Regions from separate parts of the Sus scrofa genome. Here all the other regions are linked to region 2. The links are chromatin contacts, called in public Hi-C maps. All regions are on one chromosome and are shown on one strand. Each heading gives the region's core, a stretch centred on a gene start, on an enhancer-like site or on the middle of the called end of the contact. The rest is flanking DNA. Distances are from core to core; before and after follow the strand shown.

What was found. A called contact is a pair of places that touch in the nucleus more often than the background predicts.
Region 1: a contact with region 2 is called in a Hi-C map of liver, with 2.9 times the contacts expected there. The contact joins the promoter of SAFB here to the promoter of NDUFA11 in region 2. A contact is called at or near these places in 3 of 47 Hi-C or Micro-C datasets (blood, heart right ventricle and liver) and 1 of 2 datasets of contacts at active chromatin or transcription factors (alveolar macrophages).
Region 3: a Hi-C map of liver shows a contact between it and region 2, with 5 times the contacts expected there. The contact joins the promoter of C2H19orf70 here to the promoter of NDUFA11 in region 2. A contact is called at or near these places in 5 of 47 Hi-C or Micro-C datasets (embryonic fibroblasts, epiblast stem cells, heart right ventricle and 2 more) and 1 of 2 datasets of contacts at active chromatin or transcription factors (alveolar macrophages).

What each region holds. Positions count from the first base shown.
Region 1 is chr2:73,333,084-73,336,459 of Sscrofa11.1, reverse strand. It overlaps SAFB (scaffold attachment factor B1), which reads left to right and starts at 1,966. Exons shown (of 21, transcript XM_021084024.1): 1 at 1,966-2,438. The coding sequence starts at 2,076. It overlaps SAFB2 (scaffold attachment factor B2), which reads right to left and starts at 1,918. Exons shown (of 18, transcript XR_002341685.1): 1 at 1,581-1,918; 2 at 309-396.
Region 2 is chr2:73,129,717-73,133,207 of Sscrofa11.1, reverse strand. It overlaps NDUFA11 (NADH:ubiquinone oxidoreductase subunit A11), which reads right to left and starts at 2,179. Exons shown (of 4, transcript NM_001244924.1): 1 at 2,010-2,179. The coding sequence starts at 2,106.
Region 3 is chr2:73,293,846-73,297,284 of Sscrofa11.1, reverse strand. It overlaps C2H19orf70 (chromosome 2 open reading frame, human C19orf70), which reads right to left and starts at 2,073. Exons shown (of 4, transcript NM_001097463.2): 1 at 2,006-2,073; 2 at 1,197-1,374; 3 at 961-1,012; 4 at 454-670. The coding sequence starts at 2,034. The coding sequence ends at 573. HSD11B1L (hydroxysteroid 11-beta-dehydrogenase 1-like protein) reads left to right here and starts at 2,608. Exons shown (of 9, transcript XM_013994748.2): 1 at 2,608-2,772; 2 at 2,906-3,075. The coding sequence starts at 3,072.

The DNA of each region.
Region 1 (3,376 bases), core at 717-3,216, 200 kb before region 2:
AGCCAAGGAGACCAGTTGGGGCAGCTTTAAGAGTGTGCCTTACTCTAGCTCTTTTTTAATCGCAGTGACAAGAGCTGAGATGTTCCTAGTATGTATTTTAATTTAACTTGGCACCTACAGAGCTCTATTTCTCTCAGCACTCTGATGGAACCACATGTTAGGTAGTAGAAAAGTAAGCTAAATGGAGGAAAACGAGGTCCAAAGGAGCTTTTCTGACCTGGGGAGCAGGAAGACTGCTAAAAAACCAGTTCTCTACATTAGTGCTCTGAAGGCAGAGGCCCCAAGCAGCAACAAGTACAAGTGGATACCTTTAAGGCATCTCTTTGTTGTCTTCTTGCTTGTGGCTTCCAAGGCGATGCCAATTTCATCAGGCCCCTGCCCTTCTTCCTTCACAGCCTATTAGGAAGAGACAGATTTTAACATTACTAAAAACTGCAGGGCATGTACTGTTCTCTTTTAAGCAATGACTTCCCTGTGAACAAAGGTGAACCTTTCCTTGCAAAAAACAAGTCTGGTTCTGCTATCTGGGCTGCAAACCCCAAAGGCACAGGATGATCCCAGTACCCCCTAGTTCTTTCTGGGCTCCTCACCCAAAAGACAGACAGTTCAGAAACAGGGTCAATGACAAGTTCCAAAATGACCCCTAACCTCCAAAATGCCTCTGCTCTAAGTCAACAAAGTAACAGGCAGAAAGGCGGCAGGGGCAAAGGGCTGAGGAGCTGGTCAACCCAGCCATCTTTGACCTGAGGTAGAAAAACACCCATCAACCTGGGTAGAGGAGAGGTTAGTGGTTCCACTCAACAAGTATCCCAGTGCCTTCTGGGCCTGGGGAGGCGCGGCGAACCCAGGGAACTCACAAGGTCCTGATCCTCAAGAAGCTAGTTCTGACTTGGGAAATGACAACGCCCCGCCCCAGTTTGTGTCAAGTGCCCCTGAGGTGGGAGCAATAAACACAGGATGGTGCGATATGGAGTCAGGGAAGTGCAGCAGAACTTAGGGAGGCTGGTCGGCGACTCGACATCTCAGACCCCAAAATGACAAGGCGCCAGACAGTTGTTGACCTGGGAGAGGAGCAGTCCGGGGGAAAAGCAAGGGAGGAACAAAGGTCCTGGGGCAGGACCCAGCAAAGCACCCTCCACCCCGAGAAATCTCAAAGGATCTTCAGTCTTGGATCTCCAAGAAAGAAAACCTCTCCAAGACAGAAAACCTCAAAGGATCTTTCTCTCTTGGATCTCCAAGACAAGAAACAAGAGCAAGTAACGGAAAGCACTTGTCCAAGGTCACACAAACAGTCTCCAACCCAAACCCCGGGTGCAGTCTAGAAGCCACCCTGCAGCTATAGTGGGCTTTCAGCGCTCTTGAAACGACTAACTAGAAAAAAAGGAGGAGGTAAGACACAGAGAGAAGCGGTGACGAGCCAAGGTCACACAGCCGGATCCCCGCGGTCCCTGACAGCTCGGGCTGGGTTCGGCCACGAGAAGCGGGCCGGAGGCGCCCCGGGCCCGGGAGTCACGGTGACAGGCCCGCTCGGGGGCGTGCCCCAGCTTCCTGCGCCACCCCAGGGCCCCTGGTTGCCTCACCTTCTTGAGTCGCTCCATCAGGACGCTCTTGTTGCCACCCGTGTCCAGGTTCCGCTTCTTCAGCTCCGCCCGCAGATCGATCACCCGCAGATCGCTGAGCCGCCGCGTCCCGGCTTCTGAAGCGCCCGAGACGACACTGGCCGTGCCAGAACCCGAGTCACCGGACCCTGCCGGAGACTCCGCCATCCCGGGCACCCCGTCTCCGCCACCTACTCCTCACACCGCCGGCGGCAGTAGCGGCTCTGAACACAAAATGGCGCCGCCGGCGAGGAAAACGCACTCGCTTCCTCCCGCCCAGTTTTTCCGGCAGCGCATGCGTGCGGCCCCTACCGGGATTCTTAGCAGCAAGCACGCTAGCGCGTCGACCAAACGCACGTGACCCGGCACAACGCGCAGGCGCCGTAACTGCAGTACGCATGTGTGCCGGCTGATCGCGGCGGGAGGCCAGCAAAACGCAACACGCCTGCGCGCAGTTCCCCAAGTCTCTCACCACGCATGGGCAGACGCGACCGGGAGCGTCGAACCCGCGCCGGGTGCGCCTGCGCAGGAGCGAGGCGCGCCGGGGCGGCTGGAGCGGTTCCCTCGCAGGCGGCGCCATTTTGTGCTAGAAGCCGAGATAAATCCTGCCCGGTTCTGTGTGAAGTGGGCGGCGGAGCCAGGGTCCCTGGAATGGCGGAGGCTCTGTCAGGCCTAGGCGATTCGAGTGCGGCGGGCGCAGCCGCTCTGAGTTCCGCCTCGTCGGAGACCGGGACGCGGCGCCTCAGCGACCTGCGGGTGATTGATCTGCGGGCGGAGCTGAGGAAACGGAATCTGGACTCGAGCGGCAACAAGAGCGTTTTGATGGAGCGGCTCAAAAAGGTGGAGCCGGGGCCTTGGGGGTGGGCAGGAAGTGGGTTGGGGGACCCCGGCAGCCACGACGGTGGCGTCCTGGCCTCGGGGTCCGCCCCCGGCCCTGTCTGCGGCCTGCTTTGGGCCTGGCGCTCAGCGCTTCTCCCGGCTTCTCTCTGGCTCCGGCGGGAGCTCCAGGTTCGAAGTCTAGAGTCGCATCGGGGCGAGACTGGGGAAGCGAACGGGGGAAGTTTGGGGTGACGGGTGACATCGGCTAAGGCCTGTGTTTTCCGCATCATTCACTGTTTTTTAGGGATTTTTTTTTTGGTTGGTTTCATCCCAGTCTGCGAAAGTGGACGCGGAACCTTGAAATCCTCATTTCCTCCGCGGCGTGGGGACTGGGCCAAGGTCATTCGACCCGAGTGGGGAGGTGGGGATTTGAACCCAAGCCGTCTGATTCCCTGAGCCCGTGCGGGCCGCGCGGTTCTCCTTTGGGAAGATAGATGCTCCTTGATCCGTTATGGCCTAGAAGCCTTGAATGAACTGTTAAAGTAATCGTTCCGAAAAAAATCTTCCAAGAGAGAGAAAAAACGGCTTAGGGACCTTCCAGCACGGACTCGGGGACACAGCATGCAAAGGGAAGTGCAGTTAGCAATCGCGAGATAGAACATAGAGGGTTGGGGAGAGATCAGGCCCCTGCCAGGCCCAGGGGCCTGATCTTGGGCATGGAAGACATTTACTACCCCTTCTCGATCCTGTTTCTTTTTGTGTTCGAAGAGGAAAGTAATAGTTCTTCCGTGCTAGGATTAAGTAAGATGGCATGAAACAGGCTTGGCGTGTTGCCTAGCACATGTAAACACTCAGAGGTAGTAGGATCGCTGTTACAAGTCACTTTTCTTTCTGTGCCACCGTTTGATATTGGCAAGCGGCAGAGGGTGGTTCTAACCCCTGTCTTGAGGGGTTCTGAG
Region 2 (3,491 bases), core at 930-3,429:
TTCAATCATTCATTCATTCATTTACAAAGAGTAACTGTGTGGCTCACATTCATTCCTTCAGTCACCTTCATTCATTACTGTACCGTCACTCATTCATAGTTACTGTGTGCCTTCCTGCCTTCACTCACTCACTCATTCATTCTGTTTCTTTGTACCCACACAGTGCTGGGCTCACTTAGAGCGGGCTCCCTGCCCTCTGAAGAAGCTAGTGAAAGAGGTAAGGGAGGATCCAGGAGCATGTTTAACCAGACCCCGGGTGTTGAGTGGAGTTGGCCAGTGAGAAAATGCCAGCGGGCAAAGTGAGCAGCACACAGGGATGTCCTCAAAGACCCCTGGGCCACTGCAGGGCTCACAGAGGCCAGTGACCACCCCCAAATCCCAGCTCTCCACGCTGCCCCGTCTGCACAGCACCTCTGTCAAAGGTTCCCACCCAACCCTCCCAAACACCCTGCTGCGAGTCCCCCTCCTTCACTAGGCAGCATCCCACTCATGGGAGGCGTGTAGTCTCCTCCAGCAGCCCACCCCCACGGTGTGTGCTCTAGAGCACATGAGCACGCCCTCTCGCAAATGCCTATGTTAAGTCTTTCTCAGTTTGAAATCCTCCAAACCATTCACCTTCCCTAATCTCCCCCAGTGCCACCCCCTCCTGCTTTAGTCTCCCCTGGGACACAACCAGGACCCTCCATAAAGTTCTGTTGGGCACTCCCCAATGTCAATATCCCCCCCCTTATGAATCCTCCAGAATAATGTTACCCTACAATGGTCCACCACACAGACTGCCCAGCCCTCCAGGGCTAAGCGCCCCCAGCTTAGAGAGAGACCCCACCACACACCCAACCATCCCAACAACGTGTTATTCGAGCAGATGTCACAGAACCCATCCGCTGGGACTCCACCTTCATAAGGACCCTGGAGGCACATTCTTTGTCCCAGTCAACCCCGGGAGCAGACCAGTGGACCCAAATTTGCAGCCCAGCTCCAAAAGACTCCAGGGAAGTTCACCCACCTCCTTAACCCTCAGTTTCCGCCTCTGAAAAATGGGTTGATCTTACTAAATACACAGAAAATGGTAGCATTTTATTAGTTCTACCCTAATGCAAGTGCCTCCCAGTGTAGACTCAAATTCTGCCAGGCCCTGTTTCAGGAGCTAGAGATACAGAGGTGGCCAAAATCGTATTCTACATCTCAGACTGAGGCTGGGAAGGGGACTGGAAGAGGTGAGACTCTGTGGTCTCCCCTGCAGGGGAATGCCAGGGCTGTGGGTCCCCTGACACCCCTGCCAAGGCCTACCTTACAGTGGCTGCTGATCCACTTCATTTATCATCTCCTCAGGGCCCCTATAACCCCTCTTGTGGCCCCAATAAAAGCTTCAGATGTCTAAGACCACCTAGCTCTCTTGGACTCTAAAAAGGCCCAATCCCACTCCAGAACCTTTGCCAACTTCTCCCCTCAGACGCCTCAATAATAACCCATGATCCTCCCAAATAATCTCAAAGTCACCCAGATGGAAAGTCTCAACCCTCAGCTCCTTTGGCCCTAATAACTGGCCACGTTCCACTCAGCCATTTCTCCAGAGCCTGGTGAGCGCTTCCACCATAACTTTACAATATCAGCACCCAGAGACTCTGACGACTCCAGTGACCAGTTTGTCACATGTACCATGGCCTCCCGGGGTCCTCCAACCTCGCTGGACCTCCCCACAAGCTCTCTCTCACAGACGCTCCCGACGACCACATAGCACTCTGCGACACTCCCAGTCCCCATGGGACCCCTCCTCGGGCAGCTCTCAATGACTCTATGACCTTTCTGCGCCCTCTAAATTGTCCGTCACCCCCACAAAGTGCACCTTGTATAAGAGCCCTCCCAGGGTCCCAAGGCCGCCCTAGACCCCCCGACAACCATATGCCACGCTGCGAGATCCACAGACCCTTCAAGACGCCCTCGGGCAGCCCCTAGTGACCCGAAGACCTCCCTACGCCCTCCGCCCTCGGGACCCGGCCGGCGCTCACCAGTGGCACCACCGATACTGGTGCTGGCATAGGCCTTGCGGTGGCACTCGGTGCCTTCGGGGATATCCGAGTACTTGTGAAGAAGCGTCTTGGCCATGACCGCGAACCCCTGGTCCCGAACTGTACCAGCCGCCTGCTCCTAGAGCCCAAGGGCGAACGCCGCTTGCTCTCGCGAGACTTCCCAGGCGGCGCGCGCATCCTCTCGTGCGGGCTGGCAGGCAACATGCGAGCAACTTTATTGAGCGCCGCGGATGTGGACACGCGCAGCGCTCAAGTGCTGCAGCCTGAACTGGCGGTAAAGTGCACGTGCACCCCTGGCCGATTTCTGAAGAGGGAAACTGAGGCCGACCAGGACCAGTGAAATGTTGCTAATTCCAGTTCAGAAGGACCTGGGCCGGGAAAGATTTGACTCCCAGAGGTGGGGCCTAAGGGCGGGAGCATCACAGGTATTAAGCCTATCCAGGCGCACAGATGAGAGGCTCCACTTGATAGGAGCGAGACCTCAAGATGGGGCGGGGCATAGAGGGGATATGGCCACTCCCAGAGCCAGAATCTGTGGGGAGGCGTGGTCATGTCCTGTGGCCAGTCTTAAACCGGAGTCTGAACCGCATGCGACTATTTGGGGGCGTGGCCAGGTTCTTGGGTTTAATGCGAAAGTACTAATTCCAGTACTAGGATTCTTAGGGAGACTAGGTCCGTGCCCAGTCTGTGGCTAGTCCAACTCCTGGGCGGGTTGTAGGAGGTCCTAGGCTTGAGGCGTGACCAGAACGGAAATAGAACCTGGAGGGGACTTGACTGATCCCGAGCTGTACCTTTGCCTAAGGGGCGGTTCTGGGGCGTGGTCAAGCTTGTGGGCTCTGACCAACTTCGCGCGTTAGCGTCTGAGTAGGGCGGTGCCTGTCTCTAAGGGATGACCAATCCAGTGGCCAGAGCTGGAACGTGACGACATCTTTGGGGCGTGGTTTGTCAAGACTTTGGCCAATCTTGGAGTTAGGCCGGGCTCAGGGGCGGAGTTTTGAGTTGCTGGAACCAGTGAGGGTGTTTGGGTTTGAGGAAGGCGCACCCTGGGGGCGGAGCCTAGAGAGGGTTATGGCCAATCACGCCGAAGTCCTGGACGGACCTCTAGGGCGGGCGCGGTCCTCCAGGGGGCTTGGCTTAGGCTTGTTCCGGGCCGCCTGTGGGCGTGGCCGGGCCTGGACAGCAGCAGGGGCCATGTCAGCGCCGCCACCTCTGCAAATCCGCGAGGCAAACGCACACCTGGCGGCGGTGCACAGGCGCGCGGCGGAGCTGGAGGCGCGGTTGGATGCGGCGGAGCGGACGGTGCGTGCCCAGGCGGAGCGCCTGGCCCGCCACGACCAGCAGTTGCGCGCCGCCCTGGACGAGCTGGGCCGCGCCAAGGACCGGTGAGGCTCTGGGCCCGCCAGGTGGACTTCTCGGAAGAGGTGGGCGGAGGCAGAGCCTATATTGAAAAGGAGGACCGGC
Region 3 (3,439 bases), core at 824-3,323, 160 kb before region 2:
TGGACAGGGAAACCCCTGCACAGCCATTGCTGCCAGGTCTGTGCTCCTCAGGAATCCCCAGGCTGTAGGGAGAGGGTGGAATGAGAGTGGAGATCAGGCAAGGGATGGGAGGGACTAGACCAGGCGAGCAGATCAGTGAGCTAAGCAGGACAGCGGCTGTGGGAGCTCCTGGCCATGGAGAACAGCCCTCACCCCCAGACTGCACTACCCTGGGCTCAACCAACCATGACCTGAGGAAACCCCTGACCCAGGTGGGCCCTTAGCACTTTCTCAACCCTCTCCTGGAGCCCCAAGCCCAAGGGCCAAGGTCTGCTCCCACCCCCCACACACCAGGTCAAGGGCTCATCAGTGGGCAGGGCCCAGACACAAAGGGTGAACCACGGTCAAGGTCAGGCTTGATGAGCCCCCAGGATCCAGAAGCTCAAGCCCTGGGGGCCAGCACAGAGGTCAGGGAACATTTCCAAGTCCTTTATTGAGCCGGCAAGGCTGGGAGCTGCCCTCAAGCATGGGGTCCAAGTCTGGTGTCCATGGTGCCTTGTTCCCACCTGGGGCAGGCAGCCTCCTCTGACAGGCTACTTGGTTCGCTCCTTCAGGTATTCCCAGCCCTCCTTGGAGTACTCTCGAGCCTTTGAGGGGGCCACAGACAGAGCCGACATCACCTTGATGACGCCTGTGGAAAGGGAGAGCCAGGTGCCTTCAGCGAGGACTTTTACAGGCAGCAGCTCTGTCAATTCCATGCAAGGAAAACAGGCAAAGGCCACACTCGCTCTGTTGTGGCCTCAGGCCCTCAAAGGAGGCGCCATCTGGCTCCCACCTCCCTGGAATCTCCACCTCCTTTTCTCCTTCAGATCCACAGGAGGTGCACACAGAGTTGGACAGGGAGTGACGAAAAGAAATGGCCAAGAAGGAAGGTGGGAGGTATCTGCAGCCAACCCCCCAGGTAGATGGCCTGGGGCCTACCTGAATTCCAGTAGTCCCGTATGTGAAAGTTAAACTTTGGAGGGGCTGGGAGCTGGGAAGAGAGAGGGAGAAGGGGCTGCTGAAAGAGTAAGGCCCAGCAGCCCCATCCGCCCTCACAGGCAGGGAGAGCAGCACAAGCCCCATGGCAGAGGATCAAGGGACCAGGATCAAAGACCACCCCAGAGCAGACACCCCAGCTCCCACCAAGCTTTAGTCTTGATCCCAGCTCGGGGTACCTGGGGTATCTTCAGGCCAGTCTGCTCGCACACGTACTGGCTGAACTGGTACACAGCAGGGGGGACCACCTCCTCGGCTTTCTGAAGGGCAGCCTGGCTCTTGTCGCTGGGCCCCAGCAGGTCCTGGTCATATACCAGGTAGATAGCGCCCCCAGCCACACTGCCCTTGATGAGGAACCTGCATGGAAGGAAAGGAACCACAGGGTAGGGGTGGGGGGCTCAAGTCCAAAGAGTGACATACCTGAAGCCAGGCAGCTAATGGGGAAGCACAGGGCACCTTGGGAGCCAAGAGGCGTGCATGAGCCCTCCCATGCACAACACTTAGAGTGTACAAAAGGCAGGGGTACTCAGCTCTGTTTAGTAAACTGAAGCCTGGAGAGGCACAATGTCACTTGAGATCCTGCAGAGGGCAGGGGTCAGTGAAAACAAGACCACTGACCGCTTTCTACCTTCCAGCCCCGAGAGGGATGCTCCGAGAGGAGCCAGCGGGGGTCCCTGGTCGTTTCCTGTGTCAAACGCTGCTCTGGGTGCACATTAACTTCCCAACAAACGCGTGCGACACTCCCATTTTACAGATCAGGCAGCTGAAACTCGGACGGGTCTAGTGTACGGAATGCAGAGGGAAGGAGTCGCTAGGAAGCGGGAAGGCGGCGACAGGAGGGAGAACTCGGTAAGCTCCACCCTGTCTGAACCGACACGGGAAACCTGACACTACGGCAGCGAAGAGCCGGTCGTAAGCAAACCAGATGGGGGTGCCCACAGAAGTAAATATTTTGGGGGCTTGAGGCCCGCCCAGTAGCCCCACGAACCTCATCAGCGACCACACTCGAGGTACCATGATCACTCAGCTCCGTGCGCAAGGACACTCGGCTCGCCCGCCGCTTCCGGTCGCGGCGCCGCAGAGGCCTCTGGGAAGCGTGGTCGCCTGTCAGGCGCAAAGGCCTCCGGGACATGAAGTCTCGGCTGCGAGACGCCAGAGAGGGGTTTCTGTTCCGCTGCAAAATGAGTCCTCGAACCTTAGTCTTCGGGGCCGGCAGCCGCAAAGCTGTCTGGGAAAAGTAGTTGTCACGTCCAGTAAGGCTCTGGAAAGCTAGTTTAAGCGGCCAAGCCTCCTGGGAAATGCAGTTCGGAGCGGAATGGCCGTGGTGACGTGAGGGAAAGAGGAGTTGGGTGTCTGGAGTAAGACCTGAGGGTGACACACGAAATTTCGGCACCTGGGAGATCCACCAGCGCAGGCCTGGGAAGAGAGTACTGGAAAGCCGGTTGTCACGGCAACACGAAGGCGGAATTTAGGAGACAGGCGGGCCTTAGTCACGTGGTCGAATCAGTGTGGCTTCACTACAGGGGCGGGGATAGAAGGTAGCCAGGCTGAGGCTGTTGCCCGGCAACGCCGGGCGCGGAGATTCCAAAAGTCTAGCCCCTCCCCCTGAGTAGGTGGGCTCTGGGTCACGTGACTCAGACCCTACTGGAGGGGGCGCGGTCGGCGGCCATCCCGACACCGCGAGGGCGGGGAGGTACGCGCGTGGCTCCCAAGCCCGGACCCCAGCCCCACTGGACGGCGGGAGAAACTGAGTGGGTGAGTGCGCGGTTGTGAGCATGCAGTGGGCTGCACGCCCTCTTTGTCCAGATGGGAAACTGAGGCCGGGCGAGGTCCGGAGGCCAGTCGGTTCTGTAAGGATCAGGTTTCCGCTTTTCCTCCCTCTTTGCAGCCTGGGTGTTTCATCCATCCATTCGTTCATCCACCCACCTAGCTATCACCCAGCCCTTGCGGGGCTGCTGTGTTCAGGACCCGGTTGAAAGAGGGCTAAGCTGAGGCCCTTCAGGGCTTTCCCTGGAAGTGGCAGATCGTCCCCTGCTGAGGGGACGCCGGCGTGAATGGGTAAGGCCGAGGAGTTCATTTTTCTGTGAACTGGAAGATTCATAGATAGGACGTAGGGTAAATGAGGATGAACAGAAAGGCAGCGGCCAGACCTTCTGGGTCTTGTGGGCTAAGGTGAGGAAACGGTCTCCATTTCGGACAGTGAGACGCCTTGGGAGGGTTTGGAGCAGGAAGGAACATTCCAGAATTTTTTTGGACAAAGATCCCTATGGCTGCTTGGAGAGAATAGAGTGGGAGGAAGGGAGTGTGAAGATGCGAGAGCCAGAGAGAAGGCAGATGGAACTTTGCCGTAGGGACAAAGGAGGTAGGACTGATTTAGTGCTTGGAGATATGGGGGCTCCCCAAGGCCACCACCTCTCAGCCT